Regions from separate parts of the Sus scrofa genome. Here all the other regions are linked to region 1. A link is a contact called in public HiChIP or PLAC-seq data. All regions are on one chromosome and are shown on one strand. Each heading gives the region's core, a stretch centred on a gene start, on an enhancer-like site or on the middle of the called end of the contact. The rest is flanking DNA. Distances are from core to core; before and after follow the strand shown.

Region 1 (3,618 bases), core at 519-3,018:
GGTGAGACCTGGAGGCAGAGGGGCCGGATTCAGATGGAGACCTGGCCGCTTCTGGCCTGGCACCAACTGCCTACTCATCCTTTTTAAGGTTTCGTGTTTCCGTTTACAAAGCTGGGACGATGGTCCCCCACCCCCGCCCCCGGGGGTACGGAGGGGTTAAAGGAGGTCATTGATGTACCAGCGCGTGACAGGCATGACGTAGCAACCACTGGGTTTGGTCCCAACCTGTCTCTGACCTCGCTCCTTGTTCTGGGTCATCCACGTCTCTCTTCTCCCCCGACCGCCCCCCAACCCAAGAGCATTGAGGAAAAGCCTCAGTGCATCCACATCAGCCTTATGTAACCCACGGGGTCCTTCCTCTCTGTTGTTTTACATAAACAGCAGCTCATTGCCGGTTGGCGGGCCTCTTGCAGGGTGATCGCCCACCGGATGTGGAGCATCCGCCTGTCCTGAGGGCACAGCCACCCCCCACCCCCCGCCCGCCCCCACCATCGAGGTGAGACATCAGCACTGCTCTTTTTGAGAAAAGCTAGGGCTTAGTGGGTGTTCCGTTCTGTGTTCCCTCATCCTCCATGTTTACTTTTGTGCTCCTTCCAAGGACCGAATGTTCTCTGGGGAAGGTTTCTTAGAAGGAGGAAGCGGTGTTTGCGTAAAAGCCCCACTGCGGATCAAGGGCTCTGCTCTCCCAGGCGAGAGGCTGACCTGGGCTCTGGGAGTGACGGGAAAGAGAATCAACGGGCAATCAGAAAGAGTGCCATGGCAACACTCGGGCATGGCCACACAACATCCTCATCCAAGGGTCGGCTGTGAATGTCAAGTGCATCATGTTCGCTGAGGCAGGCTCAGAGACCGGCCAAACTCTGGGCCATGCCAGTGAAATATGACTGTCGTTTTCCCTGCTCCTTAATACCCGGTTTTCCTGAGGTGACATTTCTCGTAGTGCAAAACGGGAGCAAACCCATTTTAGCCTCTCCTGGCTCTTGATTATCAAGCTTAGTTTTCTGACAGAAGAGTCCAAGTTCGGTCCAATGGTCTATCCATATCAACAAAAATGGCAGGTCCTAAAGTTAGAGGTGGCTGAACACAGGACGCACTGTGGCATTTGGGCTGCTGGATGGTCAAGAAACCTGCCTTTTCCAGGGCAGCTGCAGGGAAGGCAGTGACCAGCTGCCTCTGGAAACTCGGATCAAGCTTCCTGAGAATTGCACAAGCCCGGTGAGCAGCCACTCCATCCTGACTTGCCTTTTGCTGAACACTGTCTATTAGTCTAGCCGAGGGCTCAACCGCCCAGGCCCAGGGCCAAGGATGGACCTATTTCTGTTGAGAAGAGTCAGAAATGCTTTCCATTTAATCCCGTCTCAGATAACATTGCAGATGACTTAACCCATAAAAATAAATTCAATTATTTGAGGTCTAATGTGTGTTTGGATCTTTATAAATAGATGATGTGGGCTATATTTCATTACTGGCTTTAATAGAAAAAGCATGGGCTGAGTGTCTGTAAGATGAAGCCTGTTTAGCCATTTTAAAGCCTATAACCATCTTGATAATTGGAGGGAGATGCCCTAGAATTCAATAACATAATAAGGTAGATATAAAAAGTTCTAAAGACAGTGTGTGGATTGATAGTATAAATACAGTTCACGCAAGCCTAACTTTGTAAGTAAAAGGTAAAACACCATTTCTGATTGTGGTATGTCCAGACTATGAATGAGTAGCCATTTCTGCCCCAGAAAAATTGAATTTCTCTAAAAGGATATATTAAGGACATGAACTGTGGCAAAGCCCAACAGCTTATGAATTTGCTCAGAGCACCACCTAGTGGACAGACGGGTATTGCTGCAGAAACTCAGGAAGCAATAGTGGAATGCGTTTAAATTTCTTGAGAAATAGGAAAATCCTTTTAAATCTCTAGTTTCTAAATAAGTTTTCTAATCACTACATATATATTTTTGCTTCAGTAAATATAGCATAGGGAACAATAACCAACCATTTCTTAGGCAAGAAATGGTTCTTCGGAATCTGTGCTTTAAAGGCCATTCTTTGGAAAGGATGCCACTAGTTGATCAAATTATAGGTTATAACTAATTAAGTGGCACATATAGGTATGTATGTGTGAGCATATATACATGTGTATACACATACACACACACACACACATATATATATATACCACTCCCTTAAACAATTTTTAGAATGTGCTTTGCTACCCCGATGGCCCAGATGTGAGCTCCCAGAGGGCAGGTGCCACTGCTTATGGGTCTTTGCAGCCTGAGTGTCCAGGGTCTTTGGATTTAAAGCAGTGGTTCTCAACCCTGGCTGTATTTCGGAATCCTCAGGGGGACTTTCAAAAACACTGATGCCAGGTGCCCCCCTAGAGACTCTGATTTAATTGGTGTTGAGAATGTGCTGGGTGTTGTGAATTTTAAAAGCTCCCCAGATGGTTCTCATGTGCCATTAGTGCTGGGAACCACTGATTTCAGGAACAAATTCTCCCAGGTGCAGAAATGGCAGCTTCGCTTCTCTGAGGCAGCAGAGGGCAGCAAGAAGGAAGGAGGTAACAAAGGCAGGTGGGGATTTGCCTGGAACCTCATGGCAGTGAACTGGTTACCTAGTGTTACCCATCGAGTTACCTAGGGTGGGAATAGTGCATTATGGACATTTTCTGGCCTGCTAGTCACAGGTAGTTGAGATGAAAGGAAGAGTTTGAGGACATTAGAAAGTTCTAGAAATAAGCCTGACTTTGGTTTGCACACTATCATGAAAAAGCACAAACAATTCACAAAAAGGGAACTAATTAATATATGGAAAATGTAGTAGTAGTAGAAGTTCAGTAGTAATAATGAGTTCAAATGAATATTTCCTCCCTATTCCAATAATGATTATCTTAATGATACTTAACAGGGAGAGAAGGAACTTGATATTCAATTGATTAAATCCGTTTGGTAAATCAACTGAGCGGCATGGAGCAAGGCTGATAAAAATGTTTACCATCTGACCACATAATTCCTCTGAGAATCTATGGAAATGGTTCACAATATTGGAAAAGCTGCACAGACAAATATATTCATCATGGATATTCCTAACAGTGCAATATCAGGTATAGTCAAAGTATTACACAACAAAAGAAAGGCTAATGAAAGATAAAGTTAGGAGTTCCCTTCATGGCCCAGCAGTTAACAAACCTGACTAGGATCCATGAGGATGCAGGTTTGATCCCTGGCCTCACTCAGTGGGTTAAGGAGCTGGTTTTTCGGTGAGCTGAGGTGTAGGTTGCGGACACAGCTCAGACCTGGCCTTGCTGTGGCTATGGTGTAGGTCAATGGCTATAGATTCAATTCGACGCCTAGCCTGGGAACTTCCATATGCCACAGGTGCAGCCCAAAAAAGCAAAAAGCAAAAAAAAAAAAAAAAAAAAGATAAAATTATATACCCAGTAAGTGGAACATTATGTGGTTGTCAGAAACAGAAATGAAAATGTTACATATAAAAATCATTATGCTCTAATGCTAAATAAATCATGACATAATGCTGTTTGCAAATCATGATTTCAATTTTTTTTTGGTCTTTTTAGGGGCGCACCCACGGCATTTGGAGGTTCCTAGGCTAGGGGGCAAT
Region 2 (3,618 bases), core at 365-2,864, 230 kb before region 1:
GATATAAATAGGAGAGAACAGCCAAAGCCATTCAAATTCACCAGCTTCGTAAAATCTAAAATAATACAGTGTAATCAGAACTTCTCTGAGACAGAAAAAAAAACCTGAACTGCTATAATTTTTTTTTTTTTTTAGGGCTGTACCCAGCCCAGGGAAGTTCCCAGGCCGGGAGTTGAATCAGAGCTGCAGCTGCCAACCTATGCCAGCCACAGCCACAGTAACACCAGATCCAAGCTGAGTCTGCAACCTACACCGCAGCTCAAGGCACTGCCAGATCCTTTAATCCACTGAGTGAGGACAGGGATCGTACCTGAATCCTCATCAATACTAGTCAGGTTCTTAACAGGCTGAGCCACAACAGGAACTCCATGAACTGCTATGCATTTTTTAAACTTAAGTATAATTGATTTATAATGTGTTAGTTTCTGGTGGACAGCATAGTGATTCAGTTATACATACATATTTATATTCTTTCCCATTATAGATTATTACAAGATATTGAATATAGCTCCCTGTGCTATACCATAGAACTTTGTTGGTTATCTATTTTATACATAGTAGTTTGGATCTGCTAATTCCAAATTCCAAATTTATCCCCACCCCCCAGCTCCCACTGCAGCCCCATACATTTTTTTTCCTACCAACATTTATTGAGCACGGACTGTAGGCCAGACCCCAGGTTGACTGGTTTTCTCCAGGTGTGTTTGCTGTCTAATGATAAATCTCAGTTTAAACAACCAAAGCCACCCTGCGAGGGATCCCTGCCCAGTCAACTGCATTTGCTAAGGTGTTTTCTTTCCCCTGGATAAGTGGCCCAGGGGAGAGGGATGGCCAGATCTTTTCTCTGAGATTCATTGAGTCAAAAGACGGCTGAGATGACAGAAATCTATAGTTTCTGGTTCAACCTCAGGAGGTGAAAAAAAATGTCAACAACTTCCCTGCACGTCTTCAAATATCCCAAAGGGTCACTTTACCATTTTTGAGCTCCAACTGTCCTTCATCAGAAATCATCTTTCTCCTCTAAGGTTAGCACCACCTTGTAAAGATTCTACCATTTGCTGTTCTCCAGAGCAGTGCTTCCCATAGCGCATCCAGCAGTGGCCCGGCCCCAGTTGGGTGAACAGACAGTGTTTCCTGGTCCACGGAATTTGAGAGAATTCTGCACATGGCCCTTCTCTTTTGGTGAGTCATGAGTCCCTGCAGAACACTAAAGGAGTTACTACAGAAACCCATTTAACTTGTTTAATGTTTAACCTGATGTTTCTCAAATTTTTTTTTCCCCAAAGAACCTTTCATCCCCACCCCAGTTGTGCAGAGAACTCATATTTTGTAGAACAGACTCAGGGAAAGGTTGCTAGCCGAAGCCTGTGAAGTGGCTTCAGGGAGTCACGGGGAGCTTGCTGGGCAGCTCACTGGGTATTCATCTGTCCGCTTCCTCTCCAGTTATTTTTGCTCATTACCATGGAAACACTTTCAAGGGCCTTTAATGGAGGCAAAGAAGTCTCTTCTCTCTCACTTCTCTCTCTCTCTCTCTCTCTCTCACACACACACACACACAGAGTTGTTTTCAGGAGCTATAATAATCTTTGAGAGGACTGCTGGCACAACCTCTCCCTCTCCACTGAGATTCTATCTTCTGTTGCTGCCTTACAGTCAGTCTTTTTTTGGCCAGCCCTGCCCCCACTTCTAATCACCATTGGCAGTTGGAATCTTTTTCCTCTTCTTTCTTTGTTTTCTCTTTCTTCTCGCACCCATCTAACCCCATGTTTGGAAAGGCAGACCATTTTGAAACAATACTGCTGAATCACAGTATTCCTTCTGCAGAGCAAACTGATGGCTAATGATGACATTTATTTGCCTTTAGTCTTGACTCTCTTTTCTCTTTGTGTGTCCCATGGCCACAGGATGCCTCTTTGCTGCCCAAGAGGGATTTTTGGCTACTTCCAAGTCCAGAGGAATCTCATAGCTTTTCCTGATGTAAGGTTCCCTTAGGCTATAGATTACATGCATTCGAAGTCTCATCAATGCTGGTAAATTGCTGTGTTTGGTCTTTCACAGTGACCCCAAAAAGAAAGTGTGGCTAACATCATGTGTGAAGCTAGCAAAAAACAAAACAAAACAAACAAAAAACACGCTGAACATCCAGAACTCCTTTCTATGAGGTGTAAGCAAGAAGACCCTTCTTTGACTTCTGGCTCACTTATCAGATATAAAAACTATAGCTCCTGACTATGTAATAAAATTGAGATGATTGTGTTCACCACATCTCTAAAGACATATCTGAAGATTGCTCCCTGTTGGTCCGTTTGTTTCTTCATTTATTCAACAAATACATACTGAGTGCCATCTATGTGGCAAGGCTGCTCAGGGGTGTGGAGCAGTAGACAGTACAGGTGATTCAGAGCAGTGAATAGTGTAAGGACTCTTATATCCCTGTCCTCCTTTGTCCAAGTAGAGTGGGGGGTGTGAGTCAGAGTTCTTCATAGCAACAGAACCAATAAGATGTGATTATAGATACAGTTTTACAAGGCACTGGCTCATGTGATTATGGAGGCTGACAAGTCCAAAGATTTGCAGAGTGAATCAGCAAGCTGGAATCCAGGAACCTGATGGCTTAAGTTCCAATATGATGGTCAGCAGGCTTGAGACCCAGAAAACTGATGTTCAGTTTGATTCCAAAGGCAGGAAAAAGCTGATGTCCCAGTTTGAAGGCAGTCAGGCAGGAGGAATTCTCTCTTACCCAGGGGAGGGTCAGCCTTTTTGTTCTATTCAGGCCTTCAACCCATCAGATGGGGCCCATACACGTAATGCTGCTTTATCTAGTCTACTGATTTAAATGTTAACCTCATCCATGGAGTTCCCACAGCAGAAACGCATCCAACTAGGAACCATGAGGTTTCGGGTTTGATCCCTGACCTCAATCAGTGGGTTAAGGATCTGGCGTTGCCATGAGCTGTGGTGTAGGCCAGCAGCTATAGCTCCGATTAGACCCCTAGCCTGGGAACCTCCATATGCTGCGGGTGCGGCCCTAAAAAGACAAAAGACAAAAATAAAATAAAATAAAATAAATGTTACCCTCATCCAAAAGCATCCTCACAGAAACACCCAGAATAATGTTTGACCAAATACCTGGGCATCCTGTGGCCTGGTCACACTGACATATGAAATGAATCATCACAGGAGGAGATGGATGGTAAACATAATGAATAACTAAATTATACAGCATGTCAGCCGATAAAAGGCACAAGGAGGGGAGTTCCCGTCGCAGCTCAGTGGTTAATGAATCCGACTAGGAACCAGGAGGTTGCGGTTCGATCCCTGGCCTTGCTCAGTGGGTTAAGGGTCCGATGCTGCCGTGAGCTGTGGTGCAGGTTGCAGACGTGGCTCAGATCCTGCATTGCTGTGGCCCTGCTGTAGGCCAGTGGCTGCACCTCTGTTTCGACCCCTAGCCTGGGAACCTCCATATGCTGCGGGAGCGGCCCCAGAAATGGCAAAAAGACAGCAACAAAAAAAGGCATAAGGAAAAACGGAGTCGAGTGAGGGGATCAGAAACATAAGCGGGGGCGGATTTCCATAGAAAGTAGGGCCAGAGTCAGTCTTCTTGAGAAGGTGACATTT
Region 3 (3,618 bases), core at 299-2,798, 210 kb before region 1:
GGCGTGCGTAAGAGAAAGGGCATCCTTGAAAGAAACGCCTAAGAGCATATCCCGTGTTCTTCCTCTAACCTTCCCTTTCCCAAATTCCCGTAAGGAATATTTTTTTTAAGGCTAATTCTGTGTGACTGATGCATGACTTCCATTTTACAGTCATAGCCTCCATCGATGTCTCCATCTGAACTAAAATGTATCTCCAAACAGCAAGTTCTTTTTTCTTTTGGGAAAAGATAAGAGTATCTTTTTAAAAAAAATGTCCTCTCACTCTGCTCCCTTCCTGTGCCACCAGAGTTCATTAACCCAGATTTTATGCCTCAAATCCACCAAAAGTGTCAGGAGTCGGAGCCCATCTTCTTATCAAACTTTTTGTCTTTTAGAGCTGTACCCATGGTATATGGAGGCTCCCAGGCTAGGGCTCGAATTGGAGCTACAGCTGCCAGCCTACGCCAGAGCCACAGCAACATGGGTTATAAGCTGCATCTGCGACTTACACCACAGCTCACGGCGACGCTGGATCTTTAACCCATGGAGTGAGGTCGGGGATTGAACCCACATCCTCATGGATGCTAGTTGGGTTCATTAACCGCTGATCCATGCTGGGAACTCCATCTTCTTATCAAACTTGACATCAGATAATATATCGTTAAGACCACAATGTGTCATGAAAGCAAAGACACATTGACTAGAAAGATCCTTGAAGCTCTTAGAATCTTGTTGAGGGATGGAAAATAGGCACAGAAAATAATGGTGGAATGTTTCTAAAATAACACATAAATAAGTCACTCCTGTTTCAACAGAAACTACTGTAAAGGTGCTAAGAAGTTCAAAGCTATAAAGAGACCACCAGAAGGCAGCCTTAATATGCTCCTTAACAGAGGGTGGGTGGGAACATCTGAATGGTGGTCGTGGTGATAGCCCGAGGGCAGCAAGGCGGAGATGAAGGCAAAGTACAGAAATACATGAATCATGACAAATAACATCACCCAGACAGACCCTATTCTTCCAAAGCATGTCCTCATACAAATGAGATGATAGATGCAGGAATGCCAAGTGCAGGGACTGCTATATAGGAGGGCTCCAATAAATGTTTGGTTAAAAAAAAAAAAAAAAAGCCCCAGGAAATTAATCGAGTTGAGGAAATGAAAGAGGGCTGGAGTATGTAAGGTGAACAGGGTTGAACAAAGATCTGAAATAACTACCTAACCGGCAAATTTATCTAATAAGCCATTCCAGATATAGAAACACTAATCCTCACAGCAGTTAATCTACCAAAATCTGACAAGAACATTCTTTCTCCCTGTTTAGTTTATGAAAAGAAGTGATCATCAAAGAAGTACCTTCTCTAAGTGTCTGCTGCTAGAAACCTAAATTTTCAGCTGCACCGAGGAAAGCAATGGGCTCTACAGAGGGAACAAAGTTTGTGTGTGTTTTCTTCTCTTGATTCATTTGGGAAATGTATCTTCATTAAAAGGAACTGCCATCAGCAAGGTGCTCTCTTGTTCAGTTTCAGAGGGCGGCTGGAAGATGTGAAGTGCTGGATCTGGGTCTTTATTATTCTGGCAATGTGGACTTGTCCACGTTCAAAATTTATGTTTTAAAATCTCTGGGAGGCATAGTGCATTTCAGTTAGGATATACGGCAGTTTGTCTTCTCCTAAAAACAATTACCTAACATTTCTTCTGGATTACTTGTCATTTTAGTACGTAGGGAAGTGTCTGCATTTTCAATTAAGAGCTAAGTGTACAGATTAAAGTACTGCAAGGCGAAGCTTAAATCTAGCTCTCACTAGTTGCTGCACATAAACACTAATATCAAATGATGGTTTTGTCATGTGATCTGTCCTGCAGCACATACAAATATAGAACATGACCATAAAAAGTAACAGACCATGCCCTCTGCTAAGAAATTTATGACAGCGGATCCAGACTGGAATGCCAGCTGGAATTACCTTCTCCCCGTCTGCTATTTTCGCATATACAGCTTTGTACAGATGACAGAAGCTATGCCTTGCAAAGAGGACTCAAGCGAAGGCTGCTGAAATGATGAACAAGAAGCAAATCCGAAGGTCGAAATACGTTTGGCTTTGAAAAAGATTTGTTGAATGACTCAATGACCTCTTTTGAAATTAATTTTTGAATCAGGCCCATAAGAGAAAAACTTGTAACTCTCCCAATTTTTGAACATCAGATCTATGGGGTCTAGCAAGCAAATATTAATCTTCGCAGTGTAGAATGAGAAATAGCTGAAAATTATTTTATTAAAAATACAATGTGATTCCCAACACTGAACTAAACAGAGTAGGAAACATTTCCTCATATCTGTGGTGCTTACCTTTATGTAGAATTTGCCATCAAGGCAGTCTGGAACTGTAACAAACTTAGTATGAAATTGTTGATAAAACAAAGGATATCATCCTTCTTTATTAATCTTTACCCTCTCAGATAATCCCCTAAATCCCTTGTGTGTGATAACTACCTCACTTCCTTTGGGCAGCCACTCATTATCTAATTCATGTCTTACACAAAGAGAAATGAGCTAATGTGCTTTATCAGATTAAAAAAAAAAAAGTCACCATGAGTGATGTCCAACAGGACAGGATCTTAGCAAATCCCTTCTGCCTCCATAGGCCTGGGTTTCTAAATACCTATAAAGCTACTAACCCACGGTCACAGCTCACAGGCTCATTCACAGCTTTATGTTGCTAAAGCAAACAGTCTGGGCAGAAGAATGACAGAATTACCCTCCTTTTTGATTATCCTCCTCTCTGCATCCTGATAAACTCGTGATTAGCTTTCCTGTTGGGATTCAGCCCTGACTGGGTAGCTTCAGGCTGTCAACTCGAGCAGACCCTGATGATGTCACGTAAACCTCTTCCTCTCCTTCCTTCCTGGGTGCTTTACTCCTCATTAACCAGCCTCTACAGCCAGCCTTCACATGGAGGCCCCCCCCCGGGGGGGGGAAGGGCAATTACCAAGGTAATTCTCTGGCCCTGGAAAGGCTCATCTGAAACCCACTTCCACCTACAACACAAAATGCTTCTGAAAGCACCAAATGAAACTCAGAAAGCTGCTGGTTACAAAATATTCAATCCTGTAGGTATCAGTAGGTAATCTTGTTTTTATCTGCTCTCCATAGATTGTATTTGAGCAGATGTTTGAGGTGGTCTTAAGCTTATACTCTCCTTGAGAAATTAAAAACATATAGTGCTTTTGGTGCTTTGGAGTTGGTAGTGAAGAGAACCACCCTTGAGCAATAACAACAAGAGCTGAGACTTATGCCTGTTTATGAAGTGAGGATAGAGAGTTAATGTGGAAAAGGCCATCAGGTGTGTCACTGGTCAGATTCTAAGGCACTACTCCCTTTTCAAACTCAATCCACCCAGACCGCTGGGAAATACTACTGCTAAATGGAAATGTAACTAAGCATGACACATACATGAAAACTGGAGTGTCTGTTGTGGCTCAGCGGTTAACAAACCCAACTAGGATCCATGAGGATGCAGGTCAGATCCCTGGCCTCGTTCAGTGGGTTAAGGATCTGGCGTTGCCATGAGCTGTGGTGCAGGTGGCAGACGTGGCCAGGATCTGGTGTTGCTGAGGCTGTGGTGTAGGCGGCAGCTAT
Region 4 (3,618 bases), core at 498-2,997, 180 kb before region 1:
GGATTAGATGTTATAAAAGCAAACATCCTTAAGTTAAAAAGCAGTCATAGGGACGTCTAACTAAGGCCAGTGACTTAGAGGAATGGGCTGTGAGTCAAAGCATAAGTTGGATAGAAAAATATGTGTTCAGTGCTGAGAAGAAAAATTCTCCACATTCTTGGGGGAAATGATAGCAGAGATGGACCCCTCTGTAGCATTTCTGAATTGTGCAAATTGGGTGTCAATAGCACAGAGTGATGACCAGGCGGAGACAAAGCTAGTGTGATGAGGGAGAAGTGAGGACCCGAGGAACACAGTTCATCTGTTCTGGAGATGAACCTGTCCATTCTCCCTGTCCCCTGCTCGGTGCTGCTCTTAGGTGCTGCTCTCAGGGGACGTGAAAGACACAAGTTACAATGTTGCTCGACCCTCTCCTGGCCCCTTGTGCTTGAGCCTGCCCTTATCACAACCTTTCCACATACTGTGGAAATTTGGTAGGGGAAACAGTAACAACTGCAGAGTACGAAGAAGTGGCACTGCTTCTTACTAGTGATCCCCTTGCCTACAAAGGCAGCGGGAGACAGCAGCCTAGGGGGTCTAAGCCAGGCATCTCCCAAACAATGGATGGAGAATTTGGAGACTAGATTCCTGGCTCTGCCACAGGGTCACAGTGCTGCATTCAATGCATCATTTATATCACCTTCTTCTCTAGTTGGGGTGTCCTTCTTTGAAAAAAGAGAAAGACAAGTAGAAAGGAAGAAAGAAAAGGGGGAGGGAAGGAAAGAGGATGAGAAAAAGGGAAAAAGGAAGAGAGGAAGGGAGAGAGGAAGGAAGAAAGGAAAGCAGAAAAATAATTTTTTTAAAAATGAAATGTTATATATATTGGAATGGAGGGTTTCTATGGTATTTCCCGCTCTAATAATTCTATCATAACTGGCTAAGACGGTAAGACGGGAGATTCCTGATATAAAGCCTGTATGAAATCTAAATGCAGAATTCATTTTTTTGGATCTTTGACATGTGGAGAATGGAAAAGATGTACAGATCCTTGGGGACTGAGATTGCCAAGGTATTCACATCTAGTTATAATAAAAATAAACATTCAGATTAAAACTATTAGCAAGAAACTAGTTAATGGGAGGACTAATTTGGCTGAAGGCAGACAGGAGAGTGAGAAGCATTTGTGTAGAACAAGCTGTTTCACTGAGTCAACTCCAAACTTGTGAACTTGTGCTTCTGATCTTTTTTTTTTCCCCCCAGTGGAGGCAGGAGGGTTTCTATATGGACTCAGATTATAAAGCACCACAAATGCAAACGGTCATTTTTTAAGTGAGTACAAATTACTCATACAAGTGTTCTAAAATCAAAGGAAGAATATGGATAAAATTAGTAAAATAAACACATGGACATTTTTGCATTATTATTCTAGAGATAGGTCCATGTAAAGGGAGAAGTGACAATGGAGAAGACCAAGAAGGACAGACTCATGGAAGCCTCAAAGTCTTTTTAAACGAAGGAGTCTGATTTTTTTTCCCGTATCATCATAAAGCAGAGTGATACATTATCTTTAGAATTCTGTGTATCCTTTTCCTGACATGTTTCCTTCTGCTTGTTTTGCAAGTTCAGATGATTGAGGCATTTTCCCTGGCGCAGCTCAAGGTGCTTTTTTTTTTTTTTAATGGTGATGATGCTGTTCTATCTCAAGCTCTTGGTTTGGAAAACTAACTCCCTCATGCTTTTACACTGAGACAACGGGTGAGTCACTCAAAGAGGCTCTGAGAGCCCTTGGAAATGATGACGTCCGGTCTCATTACTGAGAAGGATAAGGGACCAGCTCAAGGTCATGCTATATAAAGCAGAGCCAGCTTGAAAATCCAAATACAAACAAGAAGTGGTCATTCTTACTCTCCCACCCTTTGAACGTGTTACCTAATCAACGTGGCATAAAATACACAAGACACTTGGTAGATGATTTAAATAAAAAATTCTAGCAACGTCTACAACAGCGATCATGACCCATCAAAAGAATGGCAATAATTGTCTAAAAAGGGTCATCCTTTATAAAGTCCAGGAACTCAAGGACATAATATCATGCAGTATGATTTAATTCTCCCATGTGTAATATGTTTTACTTTTTTCATTGAATTTTATTGCCCTTTTGTTCAATTGTGGGTCTCTCACTTTTATTGAGCTATTAATAAAAGAGCATCTATTTACCCATTTTAATCATGATAAGAAATAAATGTTCCAGGCTTGTACAAACATTTGAAATGTAAACTATAAATCTCCAAAAAGAACTTGAGTAAGGAAGAGCAATATGATTTGCAGTTGTTTCATGATTGTCAAATCATTTAGAAAGAGACCTGAGATTAGTTCCATATACCATAAATGGCAAAAGGACCGCTCTGTTTAAAAAAAAAAAAAAAATCACATCCATCCACTGAAGGATAAATGATGGCTAACCAAGGTTCTTAGAATTCTGTAGGGTCAGTATCTAGGAGATCCTTTCCTTTGACACTGAGGACTATACTTACCCTAAACATCTATTATAAAGTCATACACTGTTTATACTTTCTTAAAAAGGGTGCAAGCTGTGTCAGTGTTCTTGGGTTGAAGGGTAATTTTAAAAAGACCTTCTTCGGTTTATGTTGCATACAAGAAGGCTTTACAAGATCTAATCTTTTCTAAACCTGTTATGTCCTTTGGTTCAGCAGAGCTTCCTAATTGTAGCTATTACTTCCCCTTTTTTTGTGGTCTGTTCTGTCAATAGACTATTGAGTATTCAGTAAATTAAGCCCAACCAGCAGCCAGCACACGAAGACAGACGTTAAATCATAGCTCAGCTGCCCATATTCATTGTTAGTATCTGTAAAATAGCTTTTAAGCAGAGGGACAGGATTTAACATGATGCACATTTGTGTCATTCTCAAATTTCCATACTGTACAATCAGGTATGTGAGGACTTTTTTTTTTTTTTTCTAGGCAACAGGTGTGTTCTTGGAACAAAGTTCAACCCCCACTTCTGGCTTATGTGAGAGGCAGCAGCTGCAAGCTTAATGTCAGTGACACATGGTTTTATAAGAGAGAAAAAAATAAACTATTTGTTCAATGTATTAAAGTAATGGGCAGATGGACGATGGCTGCCTGTCCTTTTCTTTGTGTTGTAGAACCAGAGCCTACACTTTTCAGATAATGAGTTTTTTTCTCTCTTTCTCTTTTCTTGTCTCTCCCTTTTTCTTTTTTTCTTTTAAAATTAAAGTATAGTTGATTTACAATGTTGTGCTAATTTGTGCTGTACAGCAAACTAACTCAGTCATTCATATATATCCCAGGAGACTGGATATAATTATTCATGTCTTCTCTCTTTCCTTCCTTCCTTCTTTCCCCACCTTCCTTCCTTTATTTAAAAAGAAACTAATTAGTGAAGAACATAAATTTCTTTAAGCATTACATATTCATTATTGAGAATATTCCTTCCTTTGAGTCATACTGTTCTCAGGCTGTTGAATGAAGAGAAGAAAAAAATATAAATCAGGCTATACTTTATTTAAAACTTACTTTGTTCTAAAAAGAATTTAAAGGCGCTGTTTACTACACAATTTGAAGAGACTTAAATGCAAATCCTACGTTTTTTAAAAA

What was found. HiChIP or PLAC-seq counts read pairs in DNA pulled down with a chosen protein or histone mark.
Region 2: a contact with region 1 is called in an H3K27ac HiChIP or PLAC-seq map of skeletal muscle. The contact joins two enhancer-like sites. A contact is called at or near these places in 2 of 47 Hi-C or Micro-C datasets (heart right ventricle and skeletal muscle) and 1 of 2 datasets of contacts at active chromatin or transcription factors (skeletal muscle).
Region 3: an H3K27ac HiChIP or PLAC-seq map of skeletal muscle shows a contact between it and region 1, with 5 times the contacts expected there. The contact joins two enhancer-like sites. A contact is called at or near these places in 4 of 47 Hi-C or Micro-C datasets (heart right ventricle, psoas muscle and skeletal muscle) and 1 of 2 datasets of contacts at active chromatin or transcription factors (skeletal muscle).
Region 4: a contact with region 1 is called in an H3K27ac HiChIP or PLAC-seq map of skeletal muscle. The contact joins two enhancer-like sites. A contact is called at or near these places in 4 of 47 Hi-C or Micro-C datasets (alveolar macrophages, psoas muscle and skeletal muscle) and 1 of 2 datasets of contacts at active chromatin or transcription factors (skeletal muscle).

What each region holds. Positions count from the first base shown.
Region 1 is chr7:13,061,526-13,065,143 of Sscrofa11.1, reverse strand. No RefSeq gene overlaps it. Among named protein-coding and RNA genes, the nearest start is that of STMND1, 50 kb to the right of the region's middle. Within about 2 kb of position 1,768, at least 6 of the 83 cell types and tissues checked have an H3K27ac peak or open chromatin away from gene starts, as enhancers often do. A contact at or near this core is called in skeletal muscle, where this site is marked.
Region 2 is chr7:13,294,572-13,298,189 of Sscrofa11.1, reverse strand. All of the region lies in intron 4 of CAP2 (adenylyl cyclase-associated protein 2), which reads right to left. Among named protein-coding and RNA genes, the nearest start is that of FAM8A1, 82 kb to the left of the region's middle. Within about 2 kb of position 1,614, at least 12 of the 83 cell types and tissues checked have an H3K27ac peak or open chromatin away from gene starts, as enhancers often do. A contact at or near this core is called in skeletal muscle, where this site is marked.
Region 3 is chr7:13,272,116-13,275,733 of Sscrofa11.1, reverse strand. All of the region lies in intron 4 of CAP2 (adenylyl cyclase-associated protein 2), which reads right to left. Among named protein-coding and RNA genes, the nearest start is that of CAP2, 63 kb to the right of the region's middle. Within about 2 kb of position 1,548, at least 8 of the 83 cell types and tissues checked have an H3K27ac peak or open chromatin away from gene starts, as enhancers often do. A contact at or near this core is called in skeletal muscle, where this site is marked.
Region 4 is chr7:13,239,385-13,243,002 of Sscrofa11.1, reverse strand. All of the region lies in intron 3 of CAP2 (adenylyl cyclase-associated protein 2), which reads right to left. Among named protein-coding and RNA genes, the nearest start is that of CAP2, 30 kb to the right of the region's middle. Within about 2 kb of position 1,747, at least 13 of the 83 cell types and tissues checked have an H3K27ac peak or open chromatin away from gene starts, as enhancers often do. A contact at or near this core is called in skeletal muscle, where this site is marked.